3 separate regions of the Mus musculus genome follow, and all the other regions are linked to region 2. Evidence: chromatin contacts called from public Hi-C data. All regions are on one chromosome and are shown on one strand. The core of a region is the stretch at or near the end of the contact, and the rest is flanking DNA. Distances in the headings are between cores, read along the strand shown.

Evidence for each region. A called contact is a pair of places that touch in the nucleus more often than the background predicts.
Region 1: a Hi-C map of liver shows a contact between it and region 2, with 2.4 times the contacts expected there. The contact joins the enhancer-like site here to the promoter of Pter in region 2. A contact is called at or near these places in 1 of 484 Hi-C or Micro-C datasets (liver), 2 of 115 datasets of contacts at active chromatin or transcription factors (embryonic stem cells and kidney) and 1 of 9 other capture datasets (adipose tissue).
Region 3: a Hi-C map of Th1 cells shows a contact between it and region 2, with 2.0 times the contacts expected there. The contact joins the enhancer-like site here to the promoter of Pter in region 2. A contact is called at or near these places in 1 of 39 promoter capture datasets (liver), 5 of 484 Hi-C or Micro-C datasets (Th1 cells, liver and nephron progenitors) and 4 of 115 datasets of contacts at active chromatin or transcription factors (the SCID.adh cell line, bone marrow-derived macrophages, cardiomyocytes and 1 more).

The regions. Positions count from the first base shown.
Region 1 is chr2:12,878,413-12,881,112 of GRCm38.p6, forward strand. No RefSeq gene overlaps it. Among named protein-coding and RNA genes, the nearest start is that of Pter, 44 kb to the right of the region's middle. Within about 2 kb of position 1,284, at least 8 of the 459 cell types and tissues checked have an H3K27ac peak or open chromatin away from gene starts, as enhancers often do. A contact at or near this core is called in kidney and liver, where this site is marked.
Region 2 is chr2:12,922,725-12,925,424 of GRCm38.p6, forward strand. It overlaps Pter (phosphotriesterase related), which reads left to right and starts at 1,317. Exons shown (of 6, transcript NM_001305437.1): 1 at 1,317-1,474.
Region 3 is chr2:12,976,015-12,978,762 of GRCm38.p6, forward strand. It overlaps Pter (phosphotriesterase related), which reads left to right. Exons shown (of 6, transcript NM_001305437.1): 3 at 2,146-2,603. Among named protein-coding and RNA genes, the nearest start is that of C1ql3, 33 kb to the right of the region's middle. Within about 2 kb of position 1,452, at least 7 of the 459 cell types and tissues checked have an H3K27ac peak or open chromatin away from gene starts, as enhancers often do. A contact at or near this core is called in Th1 cells, where this site is marked.

The sequences.
Region 1 (2,700 bases), core at 34-2,533, 44 kb before region 2:
ATCTAGTACAAGATAGTATTTAACAGTATTTATTATCATAGGCTAAGAGTCAAATAAAAACTAATATATCTCTTTGAACTGTTATTGATTTTTGCTAATATTGACCTTGGTGACATTTCTTGACTTGAGAAAGACAAACTTTTCTAATTTACTCTACAGTGTCTCCATATAGTCCTAACTAAGACTTGACTTAAGGTTCACTTAAGCTAGGTAAAATATTGCTTCCTTTATAGCTCAGTCCTGCTTTGTGCTGTCTTAATTTTCCATGAATAGGAACACCGTAAGGTGCACACTAGTGCATTCTGAGCAATCAAATACCATTTATCTAGTTGTTAAACATAAACAGGAGCAGAAAATGAATAATAGCCCATCAAAGCACAGAAATACTTAACACACATTATAAGCTGAGCATGTGATAATCACATTCTATTTGTTTATTCTACAGAATTCATTGAAGACTAGAACACATTTCCACATCCTTGGATTTAACAAAGAACAACTCTAAGCCCTTAACTCACCTGTCCAGGGTCACACAGCTTGGCACTAATGTGGTCAACCCATCTGGCTATTCTGTTGGACATCAAGGCTCAGTTCCTCCACCTTCCCCCTTTTTTTGATTGCTGTAAACATCTGTATCTCTTAAGCTGCCATCTCTTCTATTAGCTCCATTTCTACCTCAACTCTATATTTCAACTTATTCTTTTCATAGTACTTTTTATTTTACGTACAATGTTTAAACCCATTGAAACCTAATATGGTCTTGACATTAATATACTTTTTAAAAAGAAAATTAGATATGTTTCAATGTTATAACATTTAAGCACATTTCATTAGAAGTTACTAAGGAGTTTAAACAGATAGAAATGTATTTCTTCACAGAGAACTATAATATTAGTTCATATCTCCTATGAAGATCAAGGGATGACTTGGAAGATTAATGGGATTAACTTTAAAAAGTGATGAAATTTTCATAAGGTAGAAACTCATAAGATGTAAAACAGACTTAAATGCACTTTAATGAAAATTCCAGTGTCATTTGAAACCACATTGCAGAATTCTTTGGGAAGGAAATAGGAAAAAAGCTATACAAAAAGAACAAAATCTGACCAAATAATACTGAGGCCTAGAACCACCATAAACTATTTTTTACAAGATTGATTAACCATTTGATCTGTGAAGTTACTCTGTGGACTTTGACTGAACAGTGGTTTAACATAAACCCAGTGGTTAACCTTTATTTGAAAAGTAAATAATGATCCACAGAAGTTCCTCATTTAGAGATGAGTCATTGGTGACCACTGTCCACATCATTGCCCTGGACAAATGGATATCTGTCTCATGATTACTTGCTTCAGGTCCAATCGATGTACATATCAAGCAAAAGATTAATGAGTCAAGAATTTCTGTCCTTGGTTACTTCGTTTCTGCACCAAAAGAGGATGTCATGGCAACCAGGATGTAGAGAAGTGATTGAGGGATGCTGCTGAATTTTGGGATGGGGAAAACTCTTTTCAGGAAGTACTGAAGCTAAGGAGAAAAAAACATGAAACAGAAATTCTGTCTAGAAAAGGAAAAGGGGGGGGGGACTGAAGAAAGTTTGACCTTTAAGAAGAATAAGACCTTATGTGTCACGCACTCTGGTCGAGTCAGCTTGACAAGCCGAGAGGCTTGGAAGCTACTCACTGAGGCAAAAGAGTTTCACAGAAACTCGCTCCTGGAGTCTGGCATTCTCTCTAACCCATACATTAATTTTCCATTCCCGCGTTAGTCTAGTGTATGGATCCACGTGCTCTCTTCCAGTATTATCCTATTATAAGTGCCTTTTAAGAATGAATTCTGACATAGCCAAAGCCTTCCGCCAGTGTTCCAACAGTCCTAGAACGTCCTTGAGCAAGACCATGGGCTTAAAATTCAGTAAGAATGTTGCTAATCAGAATAGCCTCTGGTACTACACTATCACTCTGAATAAAAGCTAAGTCACTCCCTTACACAGGAATTTACCATCACTAAGGAAGAAAGAAGTTTCAGACCGAAGGAGAAACCAGAATAGATACTTAGAACTATAGTGGAGTTACACCCATACACACATATTTACAATGGCCTAAGGGGAAGGTGGACTATACAATAGACTAAAATAAGAACTATGGCAAGGGCGCGAAGCCCTTGACCCTGGCTTCTAAGATTAAGTGAATCTTAAGTGGAGCCCTTGATGATCCCAGTTGTTAACAATGAATTCTATCCCAGGTGGTTCCCGTTAGACCTTTTGTGTTTGCATTCCTCTGTTTTATGTAAGATTCCAGTTACCTCATTTGTACCTTGCAAATATGTCACCCAACTTCCTTATTGTCTTCTGCATAAAAATTCTGATGCTCGATTTGACAAATACATTCAGATCCAACACAACCTCTCCTGTGTGCATCTATCTGTCAATTCATCCGACGCTTTGTCCACCCGCGACTAGAGACGCGTTCCACACAGACAAAAGGGCCCAGAAGGTCTGCGGCACTTATGGATATAATATAAAATACAAAGTTCCTATATGATGTGGAAGTAACAGTAATCCAATGGTTCAAAGGATTTTGAAGACATCAAAGTAGGTAGTTTCTCAAGCACATTTCAGGCAGGTGTGATGTGTTAACCAGTTGTCAGAAACCATCACCTTCCAGAAGCATTCAGGAAATTCTGAACTCACAGAAATGT
Region 2 (2,700 bases), core at 67-2,566:
TTTGAGACCCTATGTTTATTCTAGGATTTACCTAGCTAAATTTTTCTCAATATCTGCCCCTTACTAACCCCCTTATCAAGGGCTTCTCCTACTGTAGCATTGCTTAAAAAGAGAAGTAATCGAGGAAAGAAAGAGAAGGGAACTGTGTAACTTTCCTTCTTTCTTTCCTTCTGACTTAAATAAAAGTATTTTCTGCCTTCCAATCAAAGCTCCCTAAGAAGATATGGTACCATGGTTGATATAAACTAAACTGCAGTTTAGTCCTGGCCTAGAACTTGAAGAGCCTTCTCTAAGTCTGTTTCCTTGTCTGTAATCAGAGAAAAACTGCCTGCAGACTGGCTTCGCAGATAAAGGTGATTTGCCCATCTGAATTCCATCCCAGAACCCATATAGTGAAAGAAATTCCGAGGAAAACCGTTTTCACCTACACACAATACAATGTAACAACCTTTAAACAAGTAAAACTCTATTTTTAAACGTTAAGCAGAAACAGGTTGGTTTCCAAGTGTAACAGAACTGCCTTCATAAGCCATTGATTCTTAGCTCTAAACCTGTCTTCCTTAGAAATGACTGCTCTAAGTTCTTCCTCTTCCTCGGATTTCAGATTAAAATGAAATGGGAGTTCAATGCAGACAGGTAAGACTTTGTATGGTGACAGCGGCTCCTAAGACCATGATTTGCAGACTAGTGCATATTGACTGAGCTTGGTTCAGTGATGCCAAGTAGTAGGGCTGCTTCATGTGGTCTAGTACAGCACTCAAGTTTTAAATGCAGCAAGCAGGTCCAGGAAAACGAAAAAAAAAAACCAAAACAAAACAATCAACAAAAGAGAGAAAGCCAGAATTCCCTGTGTTAATCATAGGGATACAAAACGCAGCATGACATCAAATTGGCAGTGCTTGTCTTGGAGGACACAGGAAAAAAAAATTACTCAAGGAGTCTGTAATTGAGACCTGGGCAAAATCCAGTAGCTTACTTTCTCCTTGGGGATTTCACATCAGCTGAGCCAAAGAGAAATGGGATAATTAGGATGTAGACTGGGTGGGCTCTTAACTCAGCCTCTGAGAGCAGTTTAGCTGCAAACTTCAGGCTTGCTCCTGAGTAGGGCCTCCAGCTGGTGGGAGTTCAGCCTGGACTTAAAATCCTCCCTGTCAGAGCAGAAACCTAATGGGCGGGGTTTCAGAGCTGGCGCGGGCTCACAGGGAGTGGTTTTAAATCTGAGTGGGAGTGACTTAGGGTCAGTGGGCGGGGAAAAGGCTAGTGGACATGCAAAGTGGGAGGATCGGAGGGAGGGGACGGCGGCAGGGTGAGGCGATGATGCGGTGGGGGTGGGGGTGGAAGAGAGAGACAACTTCCCAAAGGGAGGGGAAGCCGACCTAGCTCAAGTCAAGTTCCCAGGGGGAGAAGGCGGCGCACAGCGCGGAATGAAGGAAGCCCCGGAGCTGGTTAAGTAGCTGTGGACCTGGTAGGAAAGGTGAGGACTTAGGCCTGGAACTCAGGGCTTGTCCTGCAAGCAGCCACGTGGAGCGGCACCCTGGGAAAGGGGAAGCGGCCCTGCCACCTTTCTCTGGAGGTCCCGGAGTTGCAAAGACCATGGGGCCTGGCTTCAGGAGCCTTGGAGAACTGACTTGGGCTCAGAGGGCGCTGACCTTCCCCCAACCTCAGGTCTCCCAAAGTCTGATTTGAAAGCTCGAGGCCCTGAGCAGGTCCCGTGCTGTACTTGCTCGGTTCTGTCTGACTGCTGAACTCTAGGGACCTGTTGCAGTAGCTTTGCTCTCCCTACATGGGCTGAAATGGAAGGTGGAGGCATCTGTTCCCTGCTCCGGTTTCTTTAACAAACTTCAACAGCAGAATCCACTTTCTCCTGGATTGTTTACCTTCTTGTAGCTGTATTGCAACACTTAAATGTGACTCCTTAGATATCTGAGCAAAGTTTATACGCCCTGATTCTGAGTGGTGGCTGTAAAGATGCCTTAGATATAGTGATACCTGCCAGGGCAGACATCTTCAAATCTCCTCCGACATGGAGTGACTAACAAGCGTTTACTTTTTGTACTCAAGGATACTGCTTTCGTTGCGACAAAGAAAGAATGAGTGGTCCCGGGGACTAGACAACCACTTGGACCATTCCATTTTAGTTTACATAGACAGAAGGGATGGATGGATGTCCAACAGTATCCTTGAGGCCTGGTGCCATTCTATAAATAATGAATTCACGCCAAAAAAAAAAAAAAAAGAAAGAAAAGAAAAAGGAAAGGGAAGAAGAGAGGAGACAAGGAGGGAGAGGGGGAAAGAGAGAGAGAAAGAGAGAGAATCGCAGTGCGCACCGAAAAGAAAAAGATCAGACTATTTCTGACTATCAATCAGTCAGATGACAATTTTCAAAAGGATAATTTGAACACCAGATTCTGCTAGTGTGTCTTTATGAAATTATGATTTTATTTATGGAGGCTGGATGTTACTTTAAAATTATCAAAGTAACTGAAACATAGTATATGTAGTTTTGGAGTCAAAGAGGAAACAGATTTTATTTCTGTTCCTGGTTCCTGAATCCTAGGGATGTCCAAGTACTTATTTTTTGAAATTTACCTAAACTCTAAAGTCTAATTAATTACACAGCCTTGCCAGATAGCTTCATGGTATGGATGAGCAAAATCCTATACAGAATGTTCAAGCAATACAGCTGGAAGGTGTTAGGAG
Region 3 (2,748 bases), core at 202-2,701, 53 kb after region 2:
GAAGTGGCTGGACAAAGATTGACTTATAATTTGTAAACCTTTTCCTTTTTCCCTGACCTATTACAGGGAAAACAGAACCTTTTCCACAGAACCAGAAAACAGAACCAGATCCACAACCTTTCTTTTGTAGAAAGAAGTGATGTAGTCAAAGTGCAGAATAATTCTGCTCTCTGTTGACTATAGACTGTGTTCCACTTTTGACAATATTTTTATGTGTAGTATTCGCTTGCATTTGCCTTAATTCCTACTTATTTTGATTCCTAAGTAATGCATAGTCTCTAATTTATTTATGAGAAACAAGATGCTCAGCTAATCATAGATAGGGACTAGAAGATGCTTCCGTTGTTAAAGTCTTTTCCTTATAGACATGAGGACCTGAATTCTGTCCCTAGAACCCACATACATTGTATGTGGGTCCTAGGGACTGAAAAGGTATGTTAGTAGACACTAGGAGTCCTATAATCAGGGTTAGTCATAGGTAGAAGCCTGCAGCTTGCCTTCTCTGTGAGCTCTAGTCCAGGGGGAGACTCTGTCTCAAAAGAACATGGTGAATGGCTTCAGAGGACTGATACCCGAGGTTGACCTCTGATCTCCACATGCACAGGCTCGAAATGATGCACTACCCCCCTCCCCACATACAGAGAAGGCTTCCAAAGATATGGGGGGACTAATTTTAGAATGTCTGTGGTAGGAACACTTTGAAAGCTTTCAAAGCTACTCTGTTCTTCCAGCCTCATGATCATGTCTGCCAGGTCCTCTGGGTGGAGCTTCATTTCGGGCAGTGCTCTGGCGGCGGTGGCTACAGTGTGTCTATTCACCAAGTCCACTGTCACCTTTTCCATTCAGTCTGCTGTATTAGGGGTACACATTGAACATGGGAATGCTGGAATAGGAATTCTTGCTGTCACTGAGAGAAAAACCTGGGCAGATACTCTTTGTGTCTGAAAGGAAATTATGTGAGCAATAAAGAGGTTTTTGCTCCTTCTAGAGATGGCAGCTGATTCCTGTTTCAGCAGCATTCTAGGCTTGTTTCTGTTGCCGTGATAAAATACCCCGACACAAAGCAGCTTAGAGGGGGAGAGGTTCATTTTAACTCCAGTTCCAGATGACGACAGTCCATCATTGTAGAGGAGTCACAGAGACAGGCACTGAGACAGCTGGTCACAGCATACCCAGTCAAAAGCAAAGAGAAGCGAGCTCATAAACACTGCTTGCTTGCTTGCTTGTGCTCAGCTCAATTTCTCCACTCTGATAAAGTTCTGGATCCCCTACCTAGGGAATGCGTGTTGCCATCCATAATGGTCTGGGTCATTCCATGCCCATTAATGTAATAAAGAGAATTCCCTATAGAAATACCCAAACTCAGTGAAGACACTTCCTCACTGAGTCTCCCTTTAGGTTGCGTCGTGTTGACATTCAGCTTTTAACCATCACAGATAACATCGTAGTCACTTTCATTGTAACAGTGAAGTTTTCCTTTTATGTATTGAAAGGTCACTTTCAGTTTGCACTATGCAATAAACCCCCTTGAAAGTGAAAGGGCTTGTTTCTTCTTATTTTTGACATTAATAAACCTACTTATGCATTTCTTCTTTCCTCAATGATTTTGTGGCCATCCCCTATGAAGTGAGGCAGGTTAGAGGTTCTGTGTTATGCTTCGGGCATATAGCAGGCCGTGAGCGGAAGTTCATTTACTTCAGGAGCAAATGGGTAGTACCGTGAGTAGAAGCCTCAGTATATTTCATTTGGATAAGAAGGGGGAAATGGTATTAATGCATGGCTGATTTTAATAGGAGCTTTTGGTAACAAAGGGAGGAGGGATTTATATGATTTTTGTTCAAGTATCCAAAAAAGCATAGCTAAAACTGAGACAAAAAAAAAAAAGAAATATAAATCTGAACTGAACTGAAGAAATATTTCCAATAAATAAGTTTAGAGCTGATCTGTCAGAGGAGACCTGATGGAAGGGACTGGGGACATTTTATTCATGCATCCCACTTGGGGCAGATGACAAATGAGGTCATATCTCTAGTTTCATTGATTCATTCTCTAGTTTCATTGGCATATCCACAACCCCCACTCTCCACTGACAGACTACATGCTTGTGTTAAATTTTCTAATTCCATATTCCCTTTTCCTCTCTAGAGAAAATCCCTGAGACACTATCAGGAATGTCTTCCTTAAGTGGGAAAGTACAAACAGTTCTGGGCCTTGTAGAACCCAGCCAACTGGGACGCACCCTGACCCACGAGCATCTGACAATGACCTTTGACAGTTTTTACTGCCCACCTCCTCCATGCCACGAAGTCACCTCCAAGGAACCTATCATGATGAAAAATCTATTTTGGATTCAGAAAAACCCCTATTCCCATCGAGAGAACCTTCAGTTGAATCAGGAGGTAGGAGCCATAAGAGAAGAGCTGTTGTATTTCAAGGCTAAGGGCGGAGGAGCCTTGGTGGAGAATACGACAACTGGGCTCAGCAGGGACGTGCATACGCTGAAGTGGCTGGCAGAGCAGACTGGAGTCCACATCATAGCTGGAGCTGGGTTTTATGTTGATGCAACTCACTCTGCAGCAACCAGAGCCATGTCAGTGGAGCAGGTAAAAAGCACTACTTAGAATGCTGTTTGTATATACATTTAGGACACCCTAAATGCAATTGGTTCAGAAGTAGTTGGATACATGAAAAAAAAATAGCTAGCTCGCAAAGACATCTGGTAACTGGACCCCAGAGTGTTCGGACTCC